Linked DNA regions of Sus scrofa: region 2 is linked to region 1. Evidence: chromatin contacts called from public HiChIP or PLAC-seq data. All regions are on one chromosome and are shown on one strand. Each heading gives the region's core, a stretch centred on a gene start, on an enhancer-like site or on the middle of the called end of the contact. The rest is flanking DNA. Distances are from core to core; before and after follow the strand shown.

Evidence for each region. HiChIP or PLAC-seq counts read pairs in DNA pulled down with a chosen protein or histone mark.
Region 2: a contact with region 1 is called in an H3K27ac HiChIP or PLAC-seq map of alveolar macrophages, with 2.2 times the contacts expected there. The contact joins the promoter of RXFP4 here to the promoter of ARHGEF2 in region 1. A contact is called at or near these places in 1 of 5 promoter capture datasets (fetal skeletal muscle), 29 of 47 Hi-C or Micro-C datasets (adipose tissue, alveolar macrophages, blood and 16 more) and 2 of 2 datasets of contacts at active chromatin or transcription factors (alveolar macrophages and skeletal muscle).

Annotation. Positions count from the first base shown.
Region 1 is chr4:94,046,860-94,051,795 of Sscrofa11.1, forward strand. It overlaps ARHGEF2 (Rho/Rac guanine nucleotide exchange factor 2), which reads left to right and starts at 2,337. Exons shown (of 23, transcript NM_001128463.1): 1 at 2,337-2,383; 2 at 2,471-2,564.
Region 2 is chr4:94,082,139-94,086,793 of Sscrofa11.1, forward strand. It overlaps RXFP4 (relaxin/insulin like family peptide receptor 4), which reads right to left and starts at 2,957. Exons shown (of 1, transcript NM_001005844.1): 1 at 1,836-2,957. The coding sequence starts at 2,957. The coding sequence ends at 1,836. It also overlaps a transcript of ARHGEF2 not described here.

The DNA of each region.
Region 1 (4,936 bases), core at 1,087-3,586:
GGCTTGCAAAAAAAAAAAAGTGATTTTCTAAAGATTGAATTGTGTGGTTTATGAATATTTCTTTTTTTAATGATTTTTATTTTTTCTATTAAACTTGGTTTGTAGTGTTCCATCTATTTTCCACTGTAGCAAAATGACCTAGTCACACATATGGTTTATGAAAATTTCTACTCCCTATTGTATTAAATCCAGACTGCCTCAGATATTTGGGTTTTGTTTGTTTTTTCATTACCTGTCTGGCCTCTAGGTTGAGTTTGTCTTCTCTGGAAACTATCCAGGCTAAATCTTTTCTAAGATATTTTCTATATTAAGGCAGCCTGGGTTTGAATTGCAACAGAGTGATGTCTACTGAATAGCAAGAATAACTTCTCAACTATTTCAAGTGGAATGTTCCAGATATGGGTACTGGGGAGGGGTGGAAGGCCTGAAGGCCCTTGCTGTGGGAAAGTGAGAAGCCTGTGGGGAGATGGATGAAACTTGACTTTTGCATGAAGATTCTTAACTTGATTCTAGGGTCAGGGTTCCTGTCATCCATCCGCTGGCCCTTTGGACCACTCAGCCACTGGCATGGTTTCCAAATCTGTATCCATGAGTGGCATCAATTGTTTTGTGGGATGCTCAGATCCAGCTGGTGAGTAAAAGTGGGGAGCAAAGCATTAGTGTTCCTTTCCTCTGTTTCACCCCACTCCTCAGGGCCAGCTGTTTAGGGTCTGGATGGCCGGCATTATGTTTAACCACACGCCCTTGGAAACACCATTGTGCCTCTATTCAAAAGAGAGATCTGAATTCAGGACTTTGGTATTCTGAGGCTCTCCTTTTAATGAAGGCCATAGGAGAGGGAGAGGCTTTCTAGCATCTCCTGTCACTAGAGATGGAGGACAGTTACCTGCAATGTACCTTGACAGTAAGATGAGGCTTTGGGAACTCCAAGGCAATCCTCTGCCCTCCACCTTCACCAGAAACAGAACTGAGACATTGGTCTTCCTGCCCTGTCTCCACACAATCCCAGTGCTCTGTTACTGTGGCTCCGAAGTTCTTCAGCTCTGCTCTGCTGAGACACCGCCCTCCTTCCCTACTCCCCAGTGCCCGCCCTCAGGAATGGCGTCACAGGCACCTGCAGCTTGGGAACCTGATCCAGGTGGAGGGGGTGGGGGAGGCAGCTCTGGGCGCCTTTGTCTGGCTTTAGCTGGACACTTCATGGTCTCCTTTTGTGTTGGCAGGAAATTTGTCCCAGTCCTCTGCTGCTGAGCTCAGCCAAAGGTGAGTTTGGGGGACTCGGAGCCCTTCAGAGGCCTAGATGGGGGAGGGGCAGTGGGACTGGGCAATGGGTTCTATAGCTCCAAGGGTCTCTGCTTCCTGAAACATTGTTCCCCTTAATGTTTCTAATCAAAAACCTCCAAATAGCCTTCTCTCTGGGCTGCCTAACATTCCGCTTCTCATTGGCCAGGGAAAACTAAGGAGGTTCCTGGCAGCTCCATGGGATGAGGAAGACATTAGGGAAAGAAAAGGAATATCTGGATCCCAGGGTGTCTGGTAAATAAATGAGCGGGAGGTTGTTTGCTGTTCTCAGTGTCAGAAAGGTGAGCAGGCAGATTGGCTGCTGTGCAATCAGGGAGAGACAGTGATCAAGGATCCTGGATCAGCTTTGGATGGCTGAGGTAATAGACCAATGGGGAGTGGCCCTCAGAAGAGCTGGGCAAGGGCTATAGCGCTCCGAGAGGAGAGGGCAGGGGCTGATGCACATAGCTCAGGACTCGAGGTGGGAGCTGGGAGATTTCAACATCTATGTAAATAAGTACGCAAAATCAGCACCTGTTTATTTGGCTCCTTCGGCCGAAGCCTGATTAGAGTGGGTCAGCCTTCTAAGACAGTGTGGGTGTGTGAGCTAGTAATGGCCCCTTTAAGATATCAAGTTTTGATTTGTGGTCTTGAAAATCTCTAGCTGACACATCCTCCTGGCTCTGGGTTTGGGATTAGCTCATGGGATGGGGCTGATGAAATCCCAGGAAATTCAGTCCTTATTGGCGTTAGGCCCAGAGGCCCTTTCCAAATAGCAGAGGGTCGTACACAGAGCTCTTGTTTTGTGCAGGGAAAAAGTCCTCCCTGGAGATTCCCTCCCCTCACCCCATATCATTTCCGTTGGGGAGCAGCATGAAAGAGGAGATTGGGCCTGGATTAGGTAGGAAGGGGGGTGGTGTCTGTATTTATCTGGGAGGAGACAGAGTTTTCCTCATAAATAGAGGGGCCTGGGAAACTGCAGTGACTGCATCCAGGAAATCCCAGGAGGTGAGGGGGTGGGGACATCTTCCTCTCCAGTCCTTCCTCGCTCTTCCTCACCCTTCTCTCAGTCTCTGCCCTGTATCTTCCTTCTCTCCTGGCCATGGTACCTTCATCCACCATCTCTCTGGGAGTATCTTGTTCTTTCCCAGCTCTCTTTCTCTCTCCTCACCTCTTCTTTTTCTCTCTGCAGCTGTAGCCAGCTGGAAGGGGGCTCAGGTACCTGGGCAGGCTCCTCCCTGCGACGGACCCTCAGCTTCATCTTGGGCATGACCGGAAAGGCCAAGGTAGGAGTGCAGGGCGGTGGGGGGGGAGTACCCAGGGAGGGAGAAGAAGGCTCGGGACCCACTGCCCTCCCTGATTCTTCCTCTCCACCTACCATCTGCTCTCTTCCCCAGCTTCTCCTGGTGGCAAAGACTCAGGGCAATGGTTCAAGTTTGAAGGGAAATGTTATGTGTCCCTCTCTCCCTCCCTGTATCCCAGTAAACTACCTTTGCTCTGCTTTCCCCATGCCTCCAGCTTCTCAGCCAGCTGTAGACAGCTGGAAGAGGAGAAGGGCCAGGAACCTCGGAAGCTGAGGAGTTGCCCAGCCCTCCCTCTCTTTAGGCCCCACATAGCTAAGAGGTGGGCAGCAGAAATCTTAACCATCGGACAAAATAATGATAATAATCACAGCAATACTTTTTACTTCTTCAGAGGGCATTAGGGTTTGCAAAGTGCTTTTACACTCATAATTTTATGGGTGGATACAGCAGCTGAAGGAGTTGAAATTAGACCATAGGCAGAGTGGAAGCCAGGAAAGTGTATGATTATGGAAGTGCGCACACACACCGTACATGTGCAGTTCTGACCCCAGGACGGTGAAGGCACATTGCTCTCCTCCTTATTCCCAACCCCCAGGCTCTGTGAAATTGGGAGCTCTGCCTGCCACTTGAATGCATTTCCACTTTCTTCATCTACTGGCAGAATGAGCCACCCCCCTTTTCCTCTCTGGCTTCCCCCTGTGTGCATGTACTTTCCCACTTGGGCGGCTTCTGAGCACTGAAAGAAACCCCAGACAAGACAGCATCAGATTTAGCTGGAAGCACCACAGAGTCTCACCCAGTAAGGTTACCTGGGCTCCTCCCAGCCCCACCCACAGTGCCAGGGCTCGTCTTGGCCAGCCTTTTAGCTAGAATTCTCTTTCCTCTGGGTGAGCAGGGAAGGCAGAAATGAAACGCGGTTCTTAGTACCTTCTCACCACAGGCCACAGATGGGGAGTGGAGGCACAAGACCAGGCAGTCTGAGAGCAGGGTAGGTGGGCAGTGAGGCTTCCTCTCTCTGACTGGAGCAGAGCTCTCTAGAGAACAAAGCCAACACGGAGACCTGGGATCTGAGTCCCCCTCCCTGCAGGCACTCTGTTCAGGGTAGGAAAGTTTGAGGGCAGAAATCACCCTCCTTTCCTGCAACGGGAATGGTAGGGGAAGTCAGCGCTGGCAGGGGGCTCTCTAGATCTCGCCTGGTCTGCATTTGCCCTCCCTTGACCTAGGAGTTCAGTGAATAGATGAAGGAGAAAGTGGCCAGAGACTGGTGGAGCTCAAGCAGGCGGCAGAAAAGAGCTCAGAATCAGGACATTGTCTCACTTGCCTTTCCTCACAGCCCTCTGGTCCCATCTTCCTGTTTCCCATCCCATCATCGCCTGGTCCATCTTGCTTCCTCAGGAATATGAGTGCTTGCAGCCCTAAATCTTTTCTTCCCCCTCCTCCCAGCTCAGAATAGGGCCTTAAGCTGATAAACAGCAGGGGTGGGGCCAAAGAGTTCAGTCAAGCAGTGAGAGAAGGAAGTGCCTTATTCGTTCTTATTTGACTAGCATTATAGAGTTGACAGAACCCTTTTCCAGAGGTCCTCTCATTTAATTCTTATAACGCTCTGGCAAAGGATAAGTATTTAATCTCCATTTTGTAGACAAGATAACTTAGAGGCTAACAAGACCCCATAGTTAGTAAGAAGTGGAGCTGTGTAACAAACCTAGGGCTTTGACTGTATATTGTTGCCTCTGCTTCTGTCTAACCCATGGAACAGTTTATCCCTTCTCTTCGCTTCTTCCACTCTTTCTCTCTTTAATTTTAAAAATGTTCAACTTTGGAGTTCCCGTCGTGGCACAGGGGTTAACGAATCCGACTAGGAACCATGAGGTTGCGGGTTCGATCCCTGGCATTGCTCGGTGGGTTAAGGATCTGGCGTTGCCATGAGCTATGGTGTAGGTCTCAGCCTCGGCTCGGATCCTGCGTTGCTGTGGCTCTGGCGTAGGCCGACAGCTGCAGCTCCAACTAAACTCCTAGCCTGGGAATCTCCATATGCTGCAGGAATCAGCCCTAGAAAAGGCAAAAAGACAAAAAAAAAAAAAAAAGTTCAACTTTTACTCGGGGACTCTGTGACCTTGAGCAAATCCTTTCCCTTCCTCTGGCCTTCAATTTCAGTCTATCAAAAGAAACAGCATCAGGTGCATCTATCTGAAGACAATCGGAGAGCTGAAGGGGCCCTCGCTAGCCAGTTTCTCCATTCCTCCGGATTCTGGGTAGTCTAGCTTCCTGGTTGCCAGCCATCACATGGCTTAACTTCCCCTACAGAATGAGCTCACAGAGAATTCTTCCTGATAGTATTCCCCTCTTCTACCATT
Region 2 (4,655 bases), core at 1,707-4,206, 36 kb after region 1:
AGACCTGGAGTTTTGGAACCAGTTTAAACATCAAAGAGAGGAAATTAAACATCAGAAGGCTAATTAAATCTCTTTAACATTGCCTAATATGTTGTGAATTAGGTGGCTCTTCAGAGTCTCTTCTGTTCAGCAGCTGGATGGAGCTGGTGCAGTAAGTGCCTTTCTCCAGAGGGGGCTCCACACACTCAGGAGGTGCCGTGTCCAGCTATTGCTCTGGGATCTCCAGTGGCCAGAGTCCTCCTGGGTTTTAAGACGTGCCAGAGCTTGGGGTGGGGCAATGGAAGTGGGAGCTCCACCCCGTCTTCCCTCTGCCATCTCCCTCCTCTCCAGGAGCTGTCCCCCCTGAAAGTCCCTTCTGATGGCTAACCTCCGTCATTGCTGGGTGTCTATGGATACAGAAACCAAAGGGGAACCCGCTGCCCTGGAGAGCATGCTTTCTAAAGGGGCCTGAGGGGCTGGCCAATCCCTCACTCAGTTCTTTATGTGAAACCTTCATTTCACTCTAGAGCATGTAGAAAGTCCAGACAAAACCTTTATGACTCCCTGTCCCCGTCTCCCAGGTGCCCCTTTATTGCCTCCTTTTTCACTGTCTCTGCTTTACATAGGGTGTAAGAATAATAGTGAAACTCCATTTCGGGCACTGTTAAATACTTAACAGCCTTTTTTTTTTTTTTCTTTTTAGGGCTACATCTGTGGCACATAGAAGTTCCTGGGCTAGGGTTAAATCAGAGCTGCAGCAGCCAGCCTACACCATCACAGCTCACAGCAATGCCAGATCCTTAACCCACTGAGCAAGGCCAGGGATTAAGCCCACATCCTCATGGATCCTAGTTGGGTTCATGACCACTGAGCCATGATGGGAACCCCCTTAACAGCCCATTTTACAGTTGAGAAAACATACAGAGAGGTCAACTAACTTACCCAGGTCCCTCAGCTGGCTAGTGTCAGAGCTAGAATGTGAAGCCGGGTGTGTTTCAACCCCTGAGCTGATGCTCTGAGCTAAGCACTTGAGGTAGGAGAAAGACTAGCACTGCTCTCTGTGGTTTCCTCTCCTCTGGCTGCACCTTCGGCCTCCCCTCCTCCCAAGCGCTCTCCAATCTCTCACCTCCTTATGCCCCACCCTCATCCTTGGCCTGTCCTTATCTTCTCTTCTTCCTCCCAAATCCTGATTTAAGGAGAAACGCATGGGCTACGCCCAGCCAGCAACAGGGGTTTGCACTCCAGGCTTGGCTGGAGCTAGGCATCCAGCATGACCCCACACGAGGCATCTCCCTGCAGGGGGAACTACAGCTTTTGCAGCTGAGGTGTCTGTGGGCACCAAGTTTTTGAGGGCACTACTGAGATGGTAAGAAGGTAGAGATGGCCAGAGGAGGCCACATTTGGCCCCAACACCAGAAGAAGGACAAGGGTACACCCATTTGAGGTGAGGGAGGTGGGATGGAGAGGATAGAGCCAATTAGCCTAGGACCCTTAGGGAAAATTTCCTAGAAAAGTTCACAGGAGGCAGACACGGGACAAAGAATCCTTTAGGCCACACTGACCTGGAGGTGGAACCAGGATGAAAGGTGCACACACTTTGTGGATGCTCCAGAGGTTTATTCTCAGATCCTCTTCATTCCCATCTCCACGTGGAGACTTCTGGTTCTTCCTACCCAGCCCTGATCTGGGCCCCGGCCTCCCCCATTCTCCCACTGCCAGACTTGGGGATCAAAGATCAGACTCTCCCTGAGAGCGTTACATTACAGCAGAGAAGCCAGCTTTTCTCTCCCTGGGATGCGTGGATCCTGCACCTGACCTGGCAGACCCCCAGAAAGAGGGGGATTAGCTTGCTCCCTTCACCCAGCTGTCCCTTTGTCCCGGTTGGTGGGCATGGCAGAAGGGCCACCATCCCTAGGGGTGATCTCCTCCCACCGCCTGCCCACTTCCTTTAGGGCCACCTGTTCCACCCAGCCCCGGCCCTGCGGCCACAGCCTTGCTCTCAGGTCCCTGAAGGTGACTTCCAGGGCCCGCCGGGGCTCCCGCCTTAGGAGGCAGTACAGCACAGGGTTGAGGCAGCTGTTGCTGTGTGCCAGGCAGGTGGTGACAGGGAAGACATAGGTATGGATGGTGTAGAAAGTGCTGTCCCAGGGCACCAAGTCAAACTTCACCAGGACACCCCAGAAAGTGACCACATGGTTGGGGAACCAGCAGAGGAAGAAGGAAGCCAGAAGGATGCGGATGGAGCGGGCCACAACCCTGTTGTCCTGCCGTCGCTGTCGCCGCCGTCGCAGGAAGGCCAGCAGCAGCAGGTAGCTGGTGGTGATGATGCCCAGTGGCACCATAAAGGCCAGGACCACCCTCTGCAGCTGGTAGGCCCCCAGCCAATACCTGCTGGGAAAGCGCAGCAGACACAACCGCACGCCACACAACTCGCCCTCAGCCCCAAAGACAGCCGTGGGCACCGTCACCAGGGCAGCTGCTACCCACACTGCCAGGGTGGCCACACGGGCCCAGAAGAGCGAGAGGTGGGTACCTGGTCCCCCAGCCATGGCCACCACCCAGTATCGGGCAACACTCAGCGCCGTGATGAGGAAGATGCTGGCATAGATGTTGAGGACGGTGGCTGTCAGGATCATCTTGCAGAGGGCACCTCCGAAGGGCCAGTGGAAGTCCAGCGCCGACTCAGCTGCCCAGAAGGGAAGAGTGAGTGCCAGCCCCAGGTCTGCCAGAGCCAGATTGAAGACAAAAGTGTCAGAAGGTGGGCAAGGGGCTCTCCGAGCGCAGTTACCCAGCACCCACAGCACAGCCAAATTTCCCAGTAAGCCGACGGCCCCCACAAGCCCATAGGCCAGGGCAACCATGACCCTCAGGGCTAGGAATCCAACAGGCATCGTTGCATCATCAGCACTCAGCACGCTGCCTCCAGACGCATTGACCCAGAAAGCGGGCAGGGGGGCAGAGGTATTGGGTGTGGGCATCGCAGGGCATCAGATGTCAGTGGTGCAGGGCAGAGGGGCCAGCGAGTGTCTGCCAGGCTGGTAGGGGCCGCCTAGGGCGCTCTGCAGGTTGCTGTAGATCTGAGCGCTTCTCTGCTTCTCTGGGGCCTCTGGCTGCCTGGAGGCCCAGCCCACGGTCATACCTCATAGGGCGGGTCCTGGAGGGACAACCTGCCTCTTCTCTGTTGGTCTTGGGGTGGGTGGGGCAGGGTGAGGGAGGACCAGAACCCTGGGATAAGTGCGTGCGTGCGTGCGTGCCTGCGTGCGTGCGTGTGTCTCCATGCAGAAGAGAGGGAATGGGGAAGGGGAAATTATCCCACTATGAAGGGCAGCCCCAAGCCTCCACCCAGGGAGGGGACCAGAGATACCCCATCTGAGGGATGGCAGGAACCAAACTATAACCCCCTCTATTCCTAACTGTTCAGGGGCCCCCTTCTCTGCAGAAAGTGCTCCCTGGGCACCTGGGGAGGTGGGCTGGGAGGGGGCGTAGGGGCAGGCAAGGCTCTGGAGTCCCAATTCTACTACCACTCTGTGACTTTAGTGAATTTCTTCCCTCCTCTGAACCTCAGTTTCCTTACTTAAATTTTTCAAATTAAAATCTCTCTTCACGGGATTAGTGTGATAAAATGAGATGACACATATGAAAGGGCACTTTGTGCCTTGCTATTTGCACAAATGGTTATTATTTCAAAGGAAAAGTTGGGGGCCTTTGTGGCAGAAGGGAGCAAGGTACTAAGCAGTTATTAACACCATGGCCAGGGAACAGCGCCAACGAAAACACAGGTTGGAATTCGTTGCAGCAGCAAGTGACCTTGAGGCTAAAAGCAGGGAAGAAAAGGGGAGAGGAAGTCACAGCTTCCTGTTCCCTCCCCACTGGGAATGCAGCCTATGAGGACCTGAGTGGCCCTGGGGCATGCCCTTGGTTCTCTTCCTGCTAAGAAGTCCTGCTAGCCTCGATCACTAACGCCCACAGCCATTTCACACTTTCCTGCTCTAATCTGAGGTCAATGGTGCCTCCATTCTCTCCTCCAACCCCCAAACCGCGTTTCAGAGCTGCGGATGCTGAGATACACCTTCACCACACCCCATCCTGTCTCCTCATGATCTCAGTCCTAATTGGAAAAAATGCCTCAATGGGTCCTTCCCTTTTGTGCCCATAGCCCTAACCGTTGCAGAATTTGCTGTGATGAGAGAAAGGAGAGGAGATGGGGGTGTGGAGGGCAGGGTGCAGATAAAGGAATAATGCTTTTTCAAGGATTCCAAAATATTCAACACCTTCCTGCCCTGTGCCAACCCATTAAGATGTTTGATGTTCAGTTCCCTTGAATGCTGGGGGAGGAGAGGAGCCCTGTCAGGATAATCAACAGCTGGTCTGAGGAACCCTATAGGAGAAGCCCAGAGGTGAAAGAGATCCAGACTGCGTGCCAGGATGTTTGGGTCCTTCAGCAAGGGATACGTGTGAAGTGGTTAGCAGAAGGGGAGTGCCCAGCCCAAGTTCAGGTGAGCCCCAGGGGTCACCTGCTGGCCTCAGGGAGTGCTCCTGCGTGACTTCATGCCAATCACTCTGTCTCTCAGGGCCATGTTTACACTCCCACCCATCCAGCATCACCTTGCCAATCTGGCAGCCAAGGTGTCTTTTAATGCTTTGGACTTATTTTCTCTTGGTTTGAGAAACAGAAG